Linked DNA regions of Sus scrofa: region 2 is linked to region 1. Evidence: chromatin contacts called from public HiChIP or PLAC-seq data. All regions are on one chromosome and are shown on one strand. The core of a region is the stretch at or near the end of the contact, and the rest is flanking DNA. Distances in the headings are between cores, read along the strand shown. Region 1 overlaps RET (proto-oncogene tyrosine-protein kinase receptor Ret). Region 2 has its middle 51 kb from the start of CSGALNACT2.

Region 1 (3,049 bases), core at 200-2,699:
TGTGTGTGTGTGTGTGTGTGTGTGTGGTGTGCGTGTGCGCGCGCGCGCGCGCAGGGTGCTGCCCTGCCCAAGAGTGGGCTGCCGGTTAACCCTAGGGGGCCCATCCAGGCCACGCCTGGCCTCTTACTGTAGTCATGTATGGTGGCCCGCACAAAGCTGCCGTTGACCTGGGCCAAGGTCTCGTTGGGCAAGTGCTCTACTCGGAAGGTCTGGAGGGCCCAGGTGTCCCTGGAGAGCAGTGTGTTCGTGTACCGGCGCAGGAGCTCCCCAGATGCTGGCACCACATCTGCATCGAAGACACGCAGCGTGGCCACCACAGTGCCCTGCAGAGATGAGGGAGTGCCAGTTAGAGTCCCTAAAGCCAGAGACCATGGAGGGAGGGAGCAGGTGCCCCACAGGTGGACCAAGTGTGCAGTCAGAGCTGGCTCTAGGGACAGACTCACTTGGGTTCACCCTTCCTGGGCCACTGCACCTCACCTGTGCAGAAGATGTGCTAGGCATCTACAGATCTTCCGGAAGAATGGATTAGAGCAGATGCCCTGGTGCTCCACTCAAGATCTCATCCAGGTCCCCAGAGAACACAGCGGGCACCCCCACTCTCCCCTGAGGACACCAGGCACCACAGGGTGGGCGAGTTAGCTCAGAGTCACACAGTGATAGTATCAGAGCTGGGGTACAAGCCCAGGTGTCCAAGCATCTTCTGTACACCAGGCTGGAGGAGATCATGAGGAAGGTTCTGAGCAAAGTCAAAGGCATCTCTGCTCTCACTGCTAACCAAGGCTCCCCAATGTCACCACAAGGCGGTCCTGCCAGGTTTGTGAGACATTTCCTTAAAATGGGTTTGCCTACCACCCACCTGCCAAACCTGCCCTGAGGTGCGGAGAGAAGCAGGCAATGACGACATAGGTCCCCATTCTCCCCTCACTCCACCGGCCTGCCGGCTGCAGGATGGGCCGAGGCCCAGTAGGTGGCAGTCATGCTCCACCTCAGTGAACCAGAGAAGGGCTGGGCCGGGCTGGGCCAGGCAGGGAGATCGCGGTGGGATCCACCATTCAGGCTTTCTTCACTGCCTGGGAACCACCTCCTGACCCCAAAAGTCAAACCCTTGAGCGGCTGACAACCCGGGGAAGGCGGTGCCCTCCTGGCAAATGTCCCCTTCCCCTCCTCCGGGCAGCGCGCCCCGCCCGCGCAGGGGCACATGTGCGCCCCTCAGATGTGAGTCCGGCACAGGCTGGGAACCCAGCCGCCCTACCCTGCAACCCCCTCCCCCCAAGCAGGGTCAGCTGGGTGCTGGCGGGCCTAGTCTCCTTTTTTCTCCTCAGCTATCCCAGAGGGCAACAGAAAATCCCACAGACTGAAAGACAAACGAATGACAAGTAACTACATGGCTGGTCAGCCACATGTCTGGCTAGGAGTCAATGGCGGAGGGAGGAACTTAGACACGAAGAGAGAGAACCGACACCGGACAAGCACCCGGGGGCGGGGAACAGGCACCTCCTTCCGCTTGAACTCCACCACTGCGCTGGCAGTGTCGATGCCCCCGAGGAAGGTGGGCGCACAGTCGTCCTCGTCGTACACCGTCACGGGGAAGGGCACCATCACCTCCTCCTCGCGTGCGCCCACACGCACAGTGCACGCGGCCACCAGCTCATACTTCTCCCGCTGCTCACGGTCCAGGGCCCAGCGCGTGCTCACCTCCAGGCTGTCGGCGGCGCAGCGGAAGGGCTGACTCTCACCTGAGCACCAAACACACCAGAAACCCCGGGAATGACTCCCGGGTTGGGGAAAGGCTGAGCTGCCTCCCCCTGGTGCCTACTGGGAGAGGCGCACGGGAATGGGCTCTGCGAACAGAGCTGGGCGGCAGCAGCCCCCTGTTGTTTATGGTTGCACTACCCCCTCCACCGCCCTGACGCTCCTCCTCAGCTCCACCGTGGGGCATAGCGCTCCAAGCACAATTAGCAGTGAATTGTGCCCTAAGCTTCCACGGTGGTTGCAGCGTCACTGGTGCTCATGGAGAAGGGTGGGGACCAGGAAGCCTGCATCAGGTCCTCATCCTGACTACCCTGGGAGGGCTGGGCACACCCCTCTACCCACCTTGCCTCTGCTATGGGAAGGGCTGGCACCAGCTCAGCTGGACTGCAGGCCCAGATTGTCAGCTCCCACCATTTGCTGGTTTTTGAAAAAAAGTTAGGAATTTTTTTTTCTTTTTTTTTAATTATGGAAGCAATGTGTGCTCATTTTAGATAATGGGAAGAATAAAGCCACAATTTCACCACTGGAAGACAAACACAGTGGACATTCAGGGTCTGTTTACATTGCCATACAAGTATTTCTGACTGCCTGGTTTGAATTGCTACCCTATCCACACTCTGACTGCGTGGCCTGAGTTTGGTCGTTCTGTCTCTCTGTGCCTCAGCACCCCACAGCCAACCATGCGGGGGAGGGGGGGGGTCACAACAGAGCCATACATTACATGTGAATTACACATGTGGGAAATGCTTATCATATAATGCTTCCCTCTATTGTTTATGGTTACACTCCCCCCACGCCCTGCCGGCCCTGCCGCTCAACAAAATCAAAATTTAATCATGGGCTGTTTTAGCAAAAAGGGGCAGCATGCTAAACCATATGCTTTGCTGGCAATCTTGTACAAAGACACCACTCCCTGTGCAGGGCAAATGGAAGGATGCTGGGGGAGTGTGAGTGACCCTTTACTTACTTTATTGAGATTTTCTTTAACATTATTACCGTGTGTGTGCCCTCAGCCTGGTGTGAATCCAGGTTCTACTTACTAGTGGTCCAGCTACTGAGTGTCCCTTTTCAGTCCCAGTTCCTTGCCTTTAAGTGGTTTAACGCTCACCTCCATTGGAATCCAACCCCTTCTCCCCCATGCCAGCTCCTGGCCTCCCCAGGGCCATCGTGTGGCAGGGCCATCAGGTGGCAAGGGTAGGTGTCCTTGCAGCTGCCCAGGCAGAATCCTGGAACCATGTTTGGTTCCCTCTTTCTTCCAGCACCTCACATCCAACTCACCAGGAAAACCTGCTGGATC
Region 2 (3,066 bases), core at 441-2,940, 87 kb before region 1:
AGGCCAGGGAGGAAGAGACTGGCAGGACCCCCCTACAACACTTTCAGAGATGGATCAAGGAGTTCTCACCTCCACACTCTGACAAAGCGCTTTTCAAATAATGCAAAACAAGATAGCACTGTACAGAGACAGGTCCTATCCTGCTTTCCTCAAAGGTCCGTGTTCAGAGAGATGTCACGAGCAGCTTGAGTTACATGGTCATGTAAGTTCAGGACACCTACCTTAGATGATTGCCAAGGTTCCTTTCCTGCAGGACTCATCACAACCCTCAGGGTCTCCTGGGGCTGGGGATGTTGGGGCTCCCCGCTGACATCTTGCTGCAGGGAGGCATGCAGAACGCAGTTCTTTTTGTTCCAACAGGTCACACTTGAAAAGCTACAGAGAAGGGATTTATTGAGGGGGTACACAGGAGCTTGTGCAAGTGAAGGAGAGGAACCAAGACACTGCTCTTCTCTGGTCCATCCCACCAGAGAAGAGCAGTGTCTTGTCCTGTCCTCAGTGCCCAGGCTGATGAGGTCTGCTCACCAGACCTGACTGTGCTCCTTCGCAGCCAATTCAGCCCATTAGAACAGCGCTGCCCAGCAGAAAGCTTTCTGCACTGAGGGGGTATTCTGTACCTGCACCATCCAGCATAGTGGCTGATGGTCACACAGAGGGACTGAGTGCTGATAGTACTACCGAGGAACAGAATTTCTAATCTTGTTTACATATTTTTTTTTTTAATAGCTACACCTGTGGCATATGGCAGTTCCCAGGCCAGGGGTCGAAATGGAGCTGCAGCTGAAGCCTATGCCACAGCCATGGCAACACCAGATCCAAGCCACATCTGCAACCTATGCCACAGCTTGTGGAAAGGTCAGATACTTAACCCACTGGGCGAAGCCAGGGATCGAACCTACATTCTCACAGAGACAATGTCAGGTCCTTAATCCACTGAGCCACAATGGCAACTCCTTATTTACGTTTAAATAGCTAATGGCCACCATGCTGGATACAAGGCTAGGCCTGGGGGCCTCATCATCTGTTGCCCCTCCATGTACCTTGTGGAGTCCCTTGAAGATGCATAAGTGAGTTTTGGGTAAAGGACAACACTTTTTAGGTTTTTCCATTCAATGGCACCCTTGATTTCTTGGTAAAGTTACTTTTGGAAGTTTCTACCTACCTCTGCTTAGTCTGTGTCTTAGATGCAGAGCCTGAGCTGGGAGCAAGAGGTAAGCTGGCCTGGCTAGCCCCGGCACTGTCCTTCACCCGGGGGCAGGCTCTCCAGGCAGTGTCCTCAAGGTGTGGGTCCCAGCCTGGCAGCCGTAGCCACACTGGAAACTTGTCTGAGATGTTTCTGGGCCCCCACTGTAGACCTGCTGAACGGTAAGTGCGGGGGTGGGGATCCCAGGCAAGTGTGAGCAGGGATCCCAGGAGGTCCAGTTCTGCAGGAGTTGGCTCCGGCCTCCCTCATAGCCCAGGTCTCCAAGGGGCACGTTACCACTCAGGCACTAGGCTTACACTCGTGCACGTTCACCTCCTCCAGTATATTCTCACATGCAATCTCTGAGAGTATCTCTGAAGAGCATCACGTCTTCCTGGTGAGTGGCGCTTGTGCTCCTCCGGAACCTGCCCCACCTTCCACATCACAGGGCTGGAGTCTTCGCTGTTTCTGTGTAGGAGCCTCTTGAGTAGCTGTGTGGCCAGTGACCAGCAGAGGGCGCAGTTCCTATCTGTGCAATGACTGAGGGCTCCCTTTCACTTCCCATCCACCTTTCAGGAACAAGTCTATGTTACAGCATCAGATATGACAGGAAGCTAAGCTAAGGATCTCTACCAAGGCCATAGCCACTTCTATGACAAGACTTGGTTTTTTGGTGAAGTATACACCTACCACACTCACACATTTGTAAAATGTGTTATGTTCTTTGGGAAGGCAAGACAGGACTTAAGTGTAAAAGCAAGGAATGAAGAGCTCAACTTATAGAGTCCTCATTTCCAGTTCCCAGCTGGGTACCCTTAGACAAGGTCTCTACATTTTTCAGCTTCCATTTCCCCAGGATTAAAATGGAATTACAGTACTCTAGACCTCATGAGGCTATTGTAATGTTTGTTGTATATGGCAGAAAGTGCGATGCTTGGCTCACTAGAAGCGGTCAGTGTGAGCTGTGTACCAGCAGTGGTGCCCCTGATAAAATGGACCACTTCTGCCACAGAGAGAAATCCTTCAGGAAAAGTGAAACAAAGGATTATAAACACCCTTCTCAAAGGAATAACGGAAGCCTTGGTCAATACAAATATATTCCAGCATTACCAAAGAATCACTTAAGTATCAAATTTAACCAACTATAAACATAAGAAAAATATGAAAACATAGGGAAAAACATGAAAAGATTCAAAGCTGGGATTTAAAACTACTTTCTAAATGAAATACTACTGGTAACTTTAGCCCATGCCAACATAATGTCTATCTCAAAGAGGATGTCATGATACTGTGAGGGAGGTAAGGGGCTGCCAACCCCCCCACAAGTATCTACCTCCGCATACCTAGGACTCTCAGGTATGGAGCTTCAGCAACAATGTTAAGGGAACAATGCTGTCAAGACTATGAGAAATTTAAGCACCTCTTCATCTCTGGCAGCATGAAAGACTAACTGCTTTCCTGTTGAAACCAATGGAGTCCCTTATGCAAAATTTTAACCTCCAAGTCAAGGGGGATAGTCCAGAGCCTGCTTGCTCGAGAAGGGTCAGGTAGGAGACTCTAGCTGACATCCCAAAAAACCACCCCTCCCTGTGATGGTGAATTTGAAATAAAATGCTCCTACTCCAACCCCATCAAGGAGGTTAAGAAAAATTGTCTGTTTTGAACCTCAGCACTGAATGGAGATGGGGAAATTTTACCCCAGATGATTTATAACCACAAGTCAGTAAGTGTCACAAAGTTTTACAGCACAAATCACACTGGTCAAAAAATACTTTTTTTTTTTTGCCCATGCCTGTGGCACGCTGAAGTTCCCAGGCCAGTAGCCAAACTGGAGCCATAGCCATGACCCAAGCAGTTCAGTGACAACTCTGGATTCTTAACCT

What was found. HiChIP or PLAC-seq counts read pairs in DNA pulled down with a chosen protein or histone mark.
Region 2: an H3K27ac HiChIP or PLAC-seq map of alveolar macrophages shows a contact between it and region 1, with 4 times the contacts expected there. The contact joins two enhancer-like sites. A contact is called at or near these places in 4 of 47 Hi-C or Micro-C datasets (alveolar macrophages, blood, embryonic fibroblasts and 1 more) and 1 of 2 datasets of contacts at active chromatin or transcription factors (alveolar macrophages).

Annotation. Positions count from the first base shown.
Region 1 is chr14:61,334,526-61,337,574 of Sscrofa11.1, reverse strand. It overlaps RET (proto-oncogene tyrosine-protein kinase receptor Ret), which reads right to left. Exons shown (of 22, transcript XM_021072832.1): 5 at 1,495-1,736; 6 at 128-323. Among named protein-coding and RNA genes, the nearest start is that of RET, 30 kb to the right of the region's middle. Within about 2 kb of position 1,449, at least 11 of the 83 cell types and tissues checked have an H3K27ac peak or open chromatin away from gene starts, as enhancers often do. A contact at or near this core is called in alveolar macrophages, where this site is marked.
Region 2 is chr14:61,421,680-61,424,745 of Sscrofa11.1, reverse strand. No RefSeq gene overlaps it. Among named protein-coding and RNA genes, the nearest start is that of CSGALNACT2, 51 kb to the right of the region's middle. Within about 2 kb of position 1,690, at least 6 of the 83 cell types and tissues checked have an H3K27ac peak or open chromatin away from gene starts, as enhancers often do. A contact at or near this core is called in alveolar macrophages, where this site is marked.